Regions from separate parts of the Triticum aestivum genome. Here region 1 is linked to region 2. Evidence: chromatin contacts called from public Hi-C data. All regions are on one chromosome and are shown on one strand. The core of a region is the stretch at or near the end of the contact, and the rest is flanking DNA. Distances in the headings are between cores, read along the strand shown.

Region 1 (4,731 bases), core at 182-2,681, 220 kb before region 2:
ATACGTAACTTGTACAGCCTGGGGTTGTACAAAGCTCTGACAAAATACCAGATTTCACCAAGTAGTAAGTTCCATCATCGCACGCATACATGGTTAAAATGCCACTAAAAGCACAACTCCCATTGGATGCATGGTCACTTCATTGCAGTATAACAAGAACAGTTGAACCGATGCCATCATTATCACCGCAGCAGCTCCTCGAGCATTTACAAGCTCACACAAAACAGGTCAGCAAACATTCAAGAAGTAGAAAGCTCACCAGTATATGATCCTTCCATCGAGGTCAAGAATGTGGACGGACTGCCCCAGCGACTGGAGCACCCTGCGGTACTGCCGCTCCGCCAGCCCAGCGCCCGTGGCGCCGCCTTCGGCCGCGGCACGGCCTTCCCGCTGCAGCGGCGACGAGTGCGAGAAGGACGCGGAGCCACGGCCCCACCCCCGCGGGCCTCCATCAAGTCCCCCGGAGAGCCGCCTCGAGGGCGCCGGCGCCGGCGCAGGATGAGGCGGCGCGCCGCGGCTGGGCGAGACGGACTGCGAGCGCCGGCGCTCCCCTCCGCCGCCGGTCGGTGGCAGCGCGAACTTGGACATCTCCTGCTTGAGCTGCGCCTGGCCCACCTCCAGCTGCCGGATCTTCTTCAGGAGCTCCTCCCCGCTGGATTCCATCCCCAGCAGCAGCGTGAACCAGAATCAAACCAGCGGCATCGCCGCCTTCCCGAGCGCTCGGAGGCCGCCTCGCTCACCCTCCGCGGCTCCTGGGAGCTCGAAAGGCCGCTCGCCTGTCGCCTGTCCCGAGGCAGGATGATTCGGGCTCAAAATGGAGCAAGAACCGGCATCAAATCCTCCTCCCGGAGATCCAGCCGCCGGCAGCCCAAGATTTCCCGAACAGAACCGGGCCAAATCCAGGAAAAGAAAAAGATCCTTCCTTGGGAGGGAGCTGTTCTTGGCTTCTGCTTGGAGCAAACAAGTAGCAGCTAGCTGGGGTTGGAAACTTGGAATCTATCTATCCATCCATCACACACACCCAAATGGGCGAACACCTAAACAATTAAATAATCAAGAAACCAGCGAGAGGGAGAGGAAGAAGATAAAAAAAGAAGCAAGCGTACAAGAGGGAGGGAGGGAGGAAATGATATAGGTGACCTGGTGGTGAGTTCCTCCTCCGGCGATTGGTCAGCCGGGCTATAAAAAACACGGCGGCTGCTCGCTGGCCTTGCGCAAGGTGATGATGGAAAGCTCCGGTCTTAGTTTTTATTTGGGCTTTGGAATTTTCCTGAAAAATTCATTTACTTGTCAATCTGCTTTGTTTTATTTATCTATCTTTTGATCCACACAGTAGGAGAGTAGAGGGGAGGGGGGCTGGCTGTCCTTGTCTCTATCCATCTACCTTGCTGCCAATGCCAACCTGTGGCGTCATCTGTCTAGAGAGAGCAGGGAGAAATGGGCGAATTGGTTGGTCCATTTTATCATTGGCCTTTCCCACTGGCGTTGCCACAATTGGGTTAGGGTTTGGCTTCTAACTGCCTCTTTGGTGTTTTGTGCTGCGTGATGTGCTCTCCCTTTTTTGTGCTACATGTTTGTGGGTGCATGTGGATCTCTTTCATGTTGATTGACTACATTGTTGCTATACAATTTTCCCTTCTTCCCTCACCCATAAGAATTTTATTGTTTCTTATTTTCTGCCAAGCAATTTGGATGAGAAAACACGACAAGATATGATAAATAAGTGTATTATTATTGGATACGCAAGAGCCATACAATATTGAAAGTCAACCATTTGTGTATTTTAAAATAATGTTGAAAACAAGATAAGCTGATTAACTTGCGGTTTGCCTTAAATCGGAATTTTTCCCTTCTAAGATAAGCAATTCATATATTTTGTAATATTTCTTTTCTTTTTTCTGGCAGGGAGAAAAAGAGTTTATAGATAAGCACCAAACATGTCTGCATTACATAATCATGTGCCTCACCAGGCCCTAGTCGAAGCCACAGTGTGCTTCTCCTTTCTACCGGAATTTGCTAAATAATGACTCATGGAGTTCTGCTCTCGCCTAACGTGCTTGATTACCAGCTATCTTTCTTCCTGAAGATATGTGTTGATTTCACGAACCATCATAGAATGCAAAGATCTATCATCATCGGCAACTTGTATCATGTGTGTCAACTAAAGGCGGTCGGATTGCACCACAATAGGCACCGACGTCCACTAGATAGCTAGAGCTAAGACCTCCATGCATGCAGTAGCTAGAGCGAGGAGTATTGATGCAGCTCTCGACGGGATAAGAATATGAGCGCCCCAGATTCGTCATGCAAGATCATCCATGCACCTGCCTCGTTTTCTCGTTCACAAAAGGAACCATCAATGTTCAAAGTAGTCCAGACCGACGACGGTGATTCTCAGCGTAATGCTGGGATGTTGCCTTGTTCCACATGTGGAAGCACTCTTTGAGGGAGAGGAACACCAACTGACATCTTGCCCTTAACTTGGCCCGCATTAGGGTGGTTCTTGATGGACACCGGCGATTTGACATAGCTCAATAGGAATCGCTTCGATGCCTCCACCTCCGATGGTTGCTTGTGATGCGCAATCGCGCAACTGATGTGCCAGTTGCACCATAATGTCATCACCAATGTTAACTGCCCCCTCTCCGGTAGATTAGCAAGGGTGTGGAGCAACCATTCAGGCCCTAAGTTCACTAGTTGATGAAGCTCCGGAGTTTCCAGTGTTGCACCATTGCTTGCCAAAGCGCCACCATTCATGGACATCTGCAGAGGGCATGAAAAGTATCCTCCAACTCGGTCGCAGAGAGAAGGAATAAGTTGGAAACCTCAAATGTATGATGTTCTTCATTCACCGACCCAAGTAGGCAGAGAATCAGTTGCAACACACTCCTTAGGAGGGACCGATCTCATCTCCATAATAAAGCCCAGAGGGCTCATCGCCCGTTCGATGCCTTGCTTGCTATGATTGAAGAAGGACGAAGAGGTTCATCGAGCACCAACTAGTACGCGCTCCAGACGGTGAACGCACCACTCAGTTCTGCTTCCCACGCCAGCACATCCTCCCCGAGGCAAGGGGATGATCTGATTTTGACTATCTACTCAATGTCGACTGGAAGGAAGTATTGCTGCAATAAACCAACTCCCCAGTTGCAATGATCGTCCAATAATTCAGATATACCCTCAGCAACCTACATCGTCCTGTGGGCAAATTGGCCTACCAGAGCCTACATTTTGGGATCAATCTTTTTGCGCCAGATTTGAACCGATCATCCATTTCCCACTATCCAAACTAAGACTTTTTGAGAAGTTAAAGGCCATGTTGAACTGCTTGCCAAGTAGGTGAAGAAGCATCAGAAAAATTGATGTCCTCCATGTTGTCGTTGAGGAAGTATCGCGCCTTGAGAAAACTTGAGCATAAGGTGTCAGGGGCGGAAAGCACTCCCCCAAGCTCATCATGCGAGCAGCGCTTGGTCAAAAAGGCGGACCCCATGAATCCGAGGCTGCCATGTGACTTTGGTCGCATCAGAGCCTCCCAGGCACACTAGTGCTTCCCTCCCCTTCTCGACTCCCCATCGGTAATTCCGAACCATGCATGTGAGGTCATCACATGTGGTTGCATGTAATCAGAAGACGCTCATCAAGTAACTTGGGAGTGCTTGGGCTATGACCTTATTAACACCTCCTTGTTGCTTTGAACCATTTGAGAGTCACATCGAAGGATAAGCCTCTTTGTATTCTTAAACGGCCTTTAGGCAAGCGCTAATTAGGGGTCGACAATCCCAAGTACTTCTATTCGAGGTTAACATTCTCCACTTCTGGAACTTGAGTAACATCGGTCTTTTCACCTGCTTGTTAGTGCTCTCCAAACAAAATAGAGTTTCTTTCAGTATTATTCAATTGCCTAGTAGCTCTTGCATAATTCTCCAAGACTCCTTTAATTTAGACAGTCTCAGCCTCGGTTGCCCGGAAGAATAGCAGCATGTCATTGATACATCTCCAACGTACCTATAATTTTTTATTGTTCCATGATATTATAGTATCAATCTTGGATGTTTTATATATATTTACAAGCAACTATATATCATTTTTTGGTACTAACCTACTAACTTAGTGCCCAGTGCTAGCCGCTATGTTTTGCTTGTTTTTGACTTTGCAGAATATCAATACCAAACGAAAGTCCAAATGCCACAAATTTTTTTGGAGATTTTTCTGGCAATAAGAGACTCTGGAAGCTTTTGGAGGGGACGAGAAGATGGAGTAGTGGCCCACAAGGCACTAGGGCATGCCCCGGTAGCTTGTGGGGCCCACGTGGCTTCGTTCGACCTAACTCCGCCTCTATAAATTCTCAAAAATTAGGAAACCAACCAGCAGGGAGTCCATGAAATACCTTTTCCACCATCGCAAGCCTCTATTGTCGAGAGATCCCATCTGGGGACCTTTTCTAGCACTCCGCCAGAGGGGGATTCAATCACGGAGGAGCTCTACATCAACCTTGCCACCCTTCGATGATGCGTGAGTACTTTACCATAGACATACTCATGGAAATATGCCCTAGAGGCAATAATAAAATGGTTATTATTATATTTTCTTAATCATGATAAAGGTTTATTATTCATGCTAGAATTATATTGACCAGGAACTTAAATACATGTGTGGATACATAAACAAATACCGTGTCCCTATTGGGCCTCTACTAGACTAGCTCGTTGATCAAAAGATGGTTAAGGTTTC
Region 2 (5,092 bases), core at 1,853-4,352:
AATTAAAGCGTAGAGTTAGTTACCGTATACCAGATTTGCAGGTTGGAGAGGAGCACAATGTGATTGCTAATTCAGATTTATGTACTAATAACATGATTTCCTAACTCAACTCATATGTATTACACTTCTGTTTTGGCCAAAATAAATATGGAGACATAAGGATATCTTCGGCTTACACTCTTTTCTAGAACCAGCAAATAATGACAGGATGTAAAATAAATAGTACTCCCTCCGTTACTAAATATTTGTCTTTTTAGAGATTTCAAATGGACTACCACATACGGATTAACGGATGTATATAGACATATTTTAGAGTGTAGATTCACTCATTTTGCTCCGTATGTAGTCACTTGTTCAAATCTCTAGAAAGACAAATATTTAGGAACGGAGGGAGTATTTTCCATACGCAGATCATATATCCTGAAGGCTAACATTTAACCAGTGCAAGCATACATCCATATTGGACTTAGAAAAAAATAAACTGGCAGGAAAAAGGTAATTAACTTCCAGTACAATGCAGCACAAAATTTTGAAATTTTCAACTGGCATGACAAGTTTAGAACTAAATAGCTAGACAGCATCTAGTGGCAGAATACCGAGAACAATTTCCAGTATAATACAGCACTAATTTTTTTACTTTCAACTAGTACAACAAAATTAATAACAAAATGGCTAGACAAGCATCCAGTGGTAGAATACTAAGAATTAGAGAAATTTGGCATTAAAAGGCTTAAGTGACAGAAATCAAGATGTACCTGCAAGCATTCAGGATCGCAGAAAATGTAACAACATTTGGCCTTACACCCTGTTGGACCATCTTCTGAAACAATTCCAGAATGAAATATAATTCCTGAGACCTCCTCATCCGGACATCAATGGCAGAGTGTCCTCTTGTCACTGGATTAGCAGCCCTTATGATCTGGCCATTATAAACCCCAACAATGCCCATGTCCCCAACTTCAGGATCCTCCTCAGCATGTACCTTAGACTTGCCAAATGCATCGATTATTGTGTTATATGTAACCACATTGGGCTTGATACCCATCTCGGTCATATCATTTAGCAAAGATAATGCCCACTCTACCAATCCATTCTTGGCCAATGTGTCAATGAAAGAGCTGAACAGAACAACATCGGCCTTTAGGCCAGATTCCTTAAAATCTAAATAGACATTAAATGCATCTCCATGCATTCCTGCCTTTGAATAGATATCAATCAAAGTTGAGTATGTGAGTACACTAGGAGCTACCCCGCGTCTCCTCATATCTTGGACGAGGAAAGAGACGATGTCCAAGCGTCCCTGCTTTCCATATCCATTAATCAAAGAATTGTAAGTGACAGTATCCTTCTCAATCCCAGAGTCCTCCATCTCGTCACACACAATGGCAATTTCGGCATACTTTCCGGTCTTCACATAAATAGCCAGCACTGTGTTGTAGCAAACTCGGTCCAATCGAATTCCCAAAGACTTCATCTTTTCGTACAACTTGAGTGCCCCCTCATACTTCTCCAGCTTGGAGTATCCATCAATCAGTGTACTGTATGTAACAACATTTGGCTTCAGCTTTTTCGCTTCCATATCCAGCAGAACCTGCATAGCAAGCTCGATGTTGCCACACTTGCAAATTGCATCGATAAATGTGTTGTATGTATAAATGTCACGCCCAATGCCAAGATGGATCATTTCATCAAAGACAGCACGGGCATCCTCCAAGTGCCCTGCGCGGCTACATGCAGAAAGAAGTGAATTGAAAGTCTTCCGGTCGGGACAGAGCCCATCCCGTAGCATCTGACGAAAATATCCGAGCGTGAACCTGAGGTCAACACCCCCTTTCCCGCATGCATCAATCACCGCATTGTACGTAACTGTGGTAGGCCGCAAGCCTGCACCCTTCATCGACTCAAGCACCCCCATGGCCTCGGTCGCAAGACCACTCCTCGCATATGCTGATATGAGCGCTGAGTATGCAAACACCGTTTTGCCATAACCCCCTGCAATGCCAGCATCAAAACCTCTTCTTGCGAGGTCTGGTCGCCCCATCTTGCCGAGTGCACCAATTGCGGCGGTCAAAAGCTTGCCCTTATCGACGGAGCCATTGCCAACAAGGGGCAGTGCAGCGTGGAACACCTCAAGCGCACGGAGCGCAGACTTGTCCCTGTCGCCGAGCTCCCGAAGGACATGGCAGTAATCATCAGGACCAACCAGCTCTCCCCGGAAAGACGAAAGCGATGCGCCGAGCGCGCGCCGGTCTTCAGGGGCAACGCGGAGCAGCTTGTCGACACAGCGCCCAGCAGCAGCTGAGGACGCGCGCGCCCCGCGTTCCTGGCCACCTGCACCACGGTTGTTGCGCTTGGAGATGTTCTTGGTGGAGCGCGCACGCCGGAACTCCGGGCCAAGGGCCCCAGCAGCGGCGCGCTGGGGCTGCACCGCCCACGGCGTGGCCGGGCCACTAAATAGCGGGTTCTGGACGGGCGGGCACGCCACGGAGTGGGAGCCCGCCGCGAGGAAGGGCGGGCAAAGCGCCGCCGCCGCGGCAGGCGCCGACGCGGACGCCGACGCATGCAGCCGGGCAGTGGCTGTGGCGGTGGCCGCCGCCGCCGCCGCCGCGGGGTGGTGGGAGGCGGCCGCCGCGTGCGCCTGCGACGGCGTGAAGTGCGTCGTTGGCGCCATCACGGCCACCGAACGCAATCACCTTCCTTCCTCCACGGACTCCCGGCACCGTACGTAACCCGCCTCGGAGACTCTCCCAAACTCCTCCAAATCCTTCCACGCAACCAACAGCTTCTCCAATCTCTCGCCCCGCAATCAGGCTGGACCGGAAGCAAATCCCGGGAGACAGCGACCAGGGGCAACTCGGAGGAAGTCGGGATATTTATATGGCCGGAACAAGAAGATCGCTCCCGCGTGCGGCGACGGCGATTACTGCGTCGCCGCGCGCTGGCAGCATGCTAGTAGTGGCGAATGATTTGGTGATAAGATTGGATTAGGCGGAATTGGGGATTGGATGGCTGGGAAAGGAAGATCGCACCAGGCTGCGCGGGGGTGGGGGAGGGAAGAGATAAGACGCCGGAGCAAGCAAGGAAGAGAGAATTATTTCCGGAAGATTTCTCGACTGGAAAGCGTCACCGGTTTTGTTGGTGGTGTAAAGTCCATGACCTGTGGGGTTGCCATTCGAGGTGGCCCAGCTGCAACGGCAGAGGGTGGAGGTCTGTGCGAGTGACATGTGGGGCTGACTAGGTCCGGATCAGCTGAGCTGGTGTTGTTGTGCTTATTAGGCCAACTCCAGCGTACGACCCCAAACGGAGGTCCGTTTTGCGCGGATTCTGTCTGTTTGTGTAGGACAATGGGGTCGTGTCCGGACCTGTCCTGAAATGCCGTGGTCGTGCGGCCGCATCCTTTGGCCCCATCATGTCTGCCTCCATTTTCAAACAACAACGTTCGAAATACCAAGCCCTAGTTCATCAGCCTAGCAGCCCTAGTTCACGCAGGCAACAGAGTCAGCGGTCTACATGTCCTCGCCGACAACACAGCCAACGGTCTACATGTCCTCGCCGGTAACAGAGCCAGCCTACAGAAAGAATAGTTTGTCACCGGCAACACAGCCAGCGGCTAGCAACACAGCCAGCCTCCAAAATGAATATGTTTCTCGCCGGCACACAGTGAGCGGCTGGCACCCATGCCAACCTCCAAAAAAGAACGGTCACGGCCGATCAGACGACCTAGTTCAGGTCGTCGGCATCGAACATCTCCTTCTGCCAGGCCTCGAACCAGCTCCTCGTCTTCTCGCTCATCTTGGTCAAGTCCACGCTCATGATCGCAAGGACCACCTCCTTTGCTTTGGTTGCGGCATTGGTGGTCCCGATTTCGAGTTGCCTCTGCCTGGCCGTGACATTGGCAGCATCGATGTCGAGCTGCTTTTGTCGGGCCGCCTCCTCCATGTCGATCTTCCTCTTCTTGGTCGCCTCCTCCATCTCAAGCTTCTTCCTTTGAAACTCTAGGTATTGCTTCATTTGCTCGTCCTTGCTTTGTCGCTTCTTCTTGTCCCTCACATCCTCTTGAGACATCATGTCGTGTAAAGTCTCATGCAAGGCCATAGATGACGCATCACGTACGTCATCCACCTTGGAGTTGGGCTTGCCCCTCGGCCTCTTCAATGCCTCGCCATCTCCACCTCCGACAAACGCGGCCGCCTTCTTGCCTCTCTTTCTTTGAAGTTCACGGTATTGATCTTTGAACTTTGGACAATTGTTGATGAGCGTCCAATAATGCGTAAGAGTGAATGGCTTGTCATTGTGCCGGGCCTTGAATGCTTCCAAAGATTGAAATGCCTACACCACATGATCAACAACAAATGAACATGCAAGCATATACAAGGCCGAAGTCTCATGGTCGTAGCAAAAAAAGAACTAGGATGAGGAGAGCATACCAAGTCCCCAATGCCGAGACCACTCACGGGTCGTGCTTCAACGCTCTCAGTGCGGCACAATACTTGTTGCACTCTTGTTGGATGAACAACCACCTCTTTTGAATCGAGGTGATACCACGGTTGCTCGTAATTTGGTAGGGCTCAAACATCTTTCTTTCATGGAATGTTTTGTGGACTCTCGTCCAAAAAACAAGGCCCTTTTGTTGCACGCCGGTCCTCGGATTTTGACTAATCTCCATCCAACATTGGCAAATCAACTTGTCCTCGTATCGTGAATACGAACCCGTGCGCATGCTCTTCTTCCTCTTTTGTGCTTCCGCTCTTTGGGTGAACTCGTCGATGAACAATGGCTCGCCCGAAATGTCAATATCAAAGCCATCTTCTTCATCACCACCGCCTTCGCAATAGATGGCATCGTCTTCATGCCACGAGTCACCATGGTCGTAGTCCGCATGGTCGCGGGCTTCTTCATCCGCAACGTATTGGGCGCGACCATCCTGACTTTGGGTCTCGTCGGGTTCGTAGGCAACGCCATGCCCACACTCGTAGATCACTTGCTCCATGTACTGGTTGTAGAATGGGTCGTCGACCGTTGGTGTTGGTGTTGCCATTTCGTCGAACAGGACGCGGGGCGACAACATTGTGCCCGTAAACGGTGTCCGTGC

What was found. A called contact is a pair of places that touch in the nucleus more often than the background predicts.
Region 1: a Hi-C map of leaf shows a contact between it and region 2, with 7 times the contacts expected there. The contact joins the promoter of LOC123110735 here to the promoter of LOC123110734 in region 2. A contact is called at or near these places in 3 of 5 Hi-C or Micro-C datasets (all in leaf) and 1 of 1 datasets of contacts at active chromatin or transcription factors (leaf).

What each region holds. Positions count from the first base shown.
Region 1 is chr5B:120,752,412-120,757,142 of IWGSC CS RefSeq v2.1, reverse strand. It overlaps LOC123110735 (dual specificity protein kinase shkD), which reads right to left and starts at 1,431. Exons shown (of 14, transcript XM_044531331.1): 1 at 1,141-1,431; 2 at 260-1,037. The coding sequence starts at 663.
Region 2 is chr5B:120,537,618-120,542,709 of IWGSC CS RefSeq v2.1, reverse strand. It overlaps LOC123110734 (pentatricopeptide repeat-containing protein At2g31400, chloroplastic), which reads right to left and starts at 3,102. Exons shown (of 5, transcript XM_044531330.1): 1 at 756-3,102. The coding sequence starts at 2,671.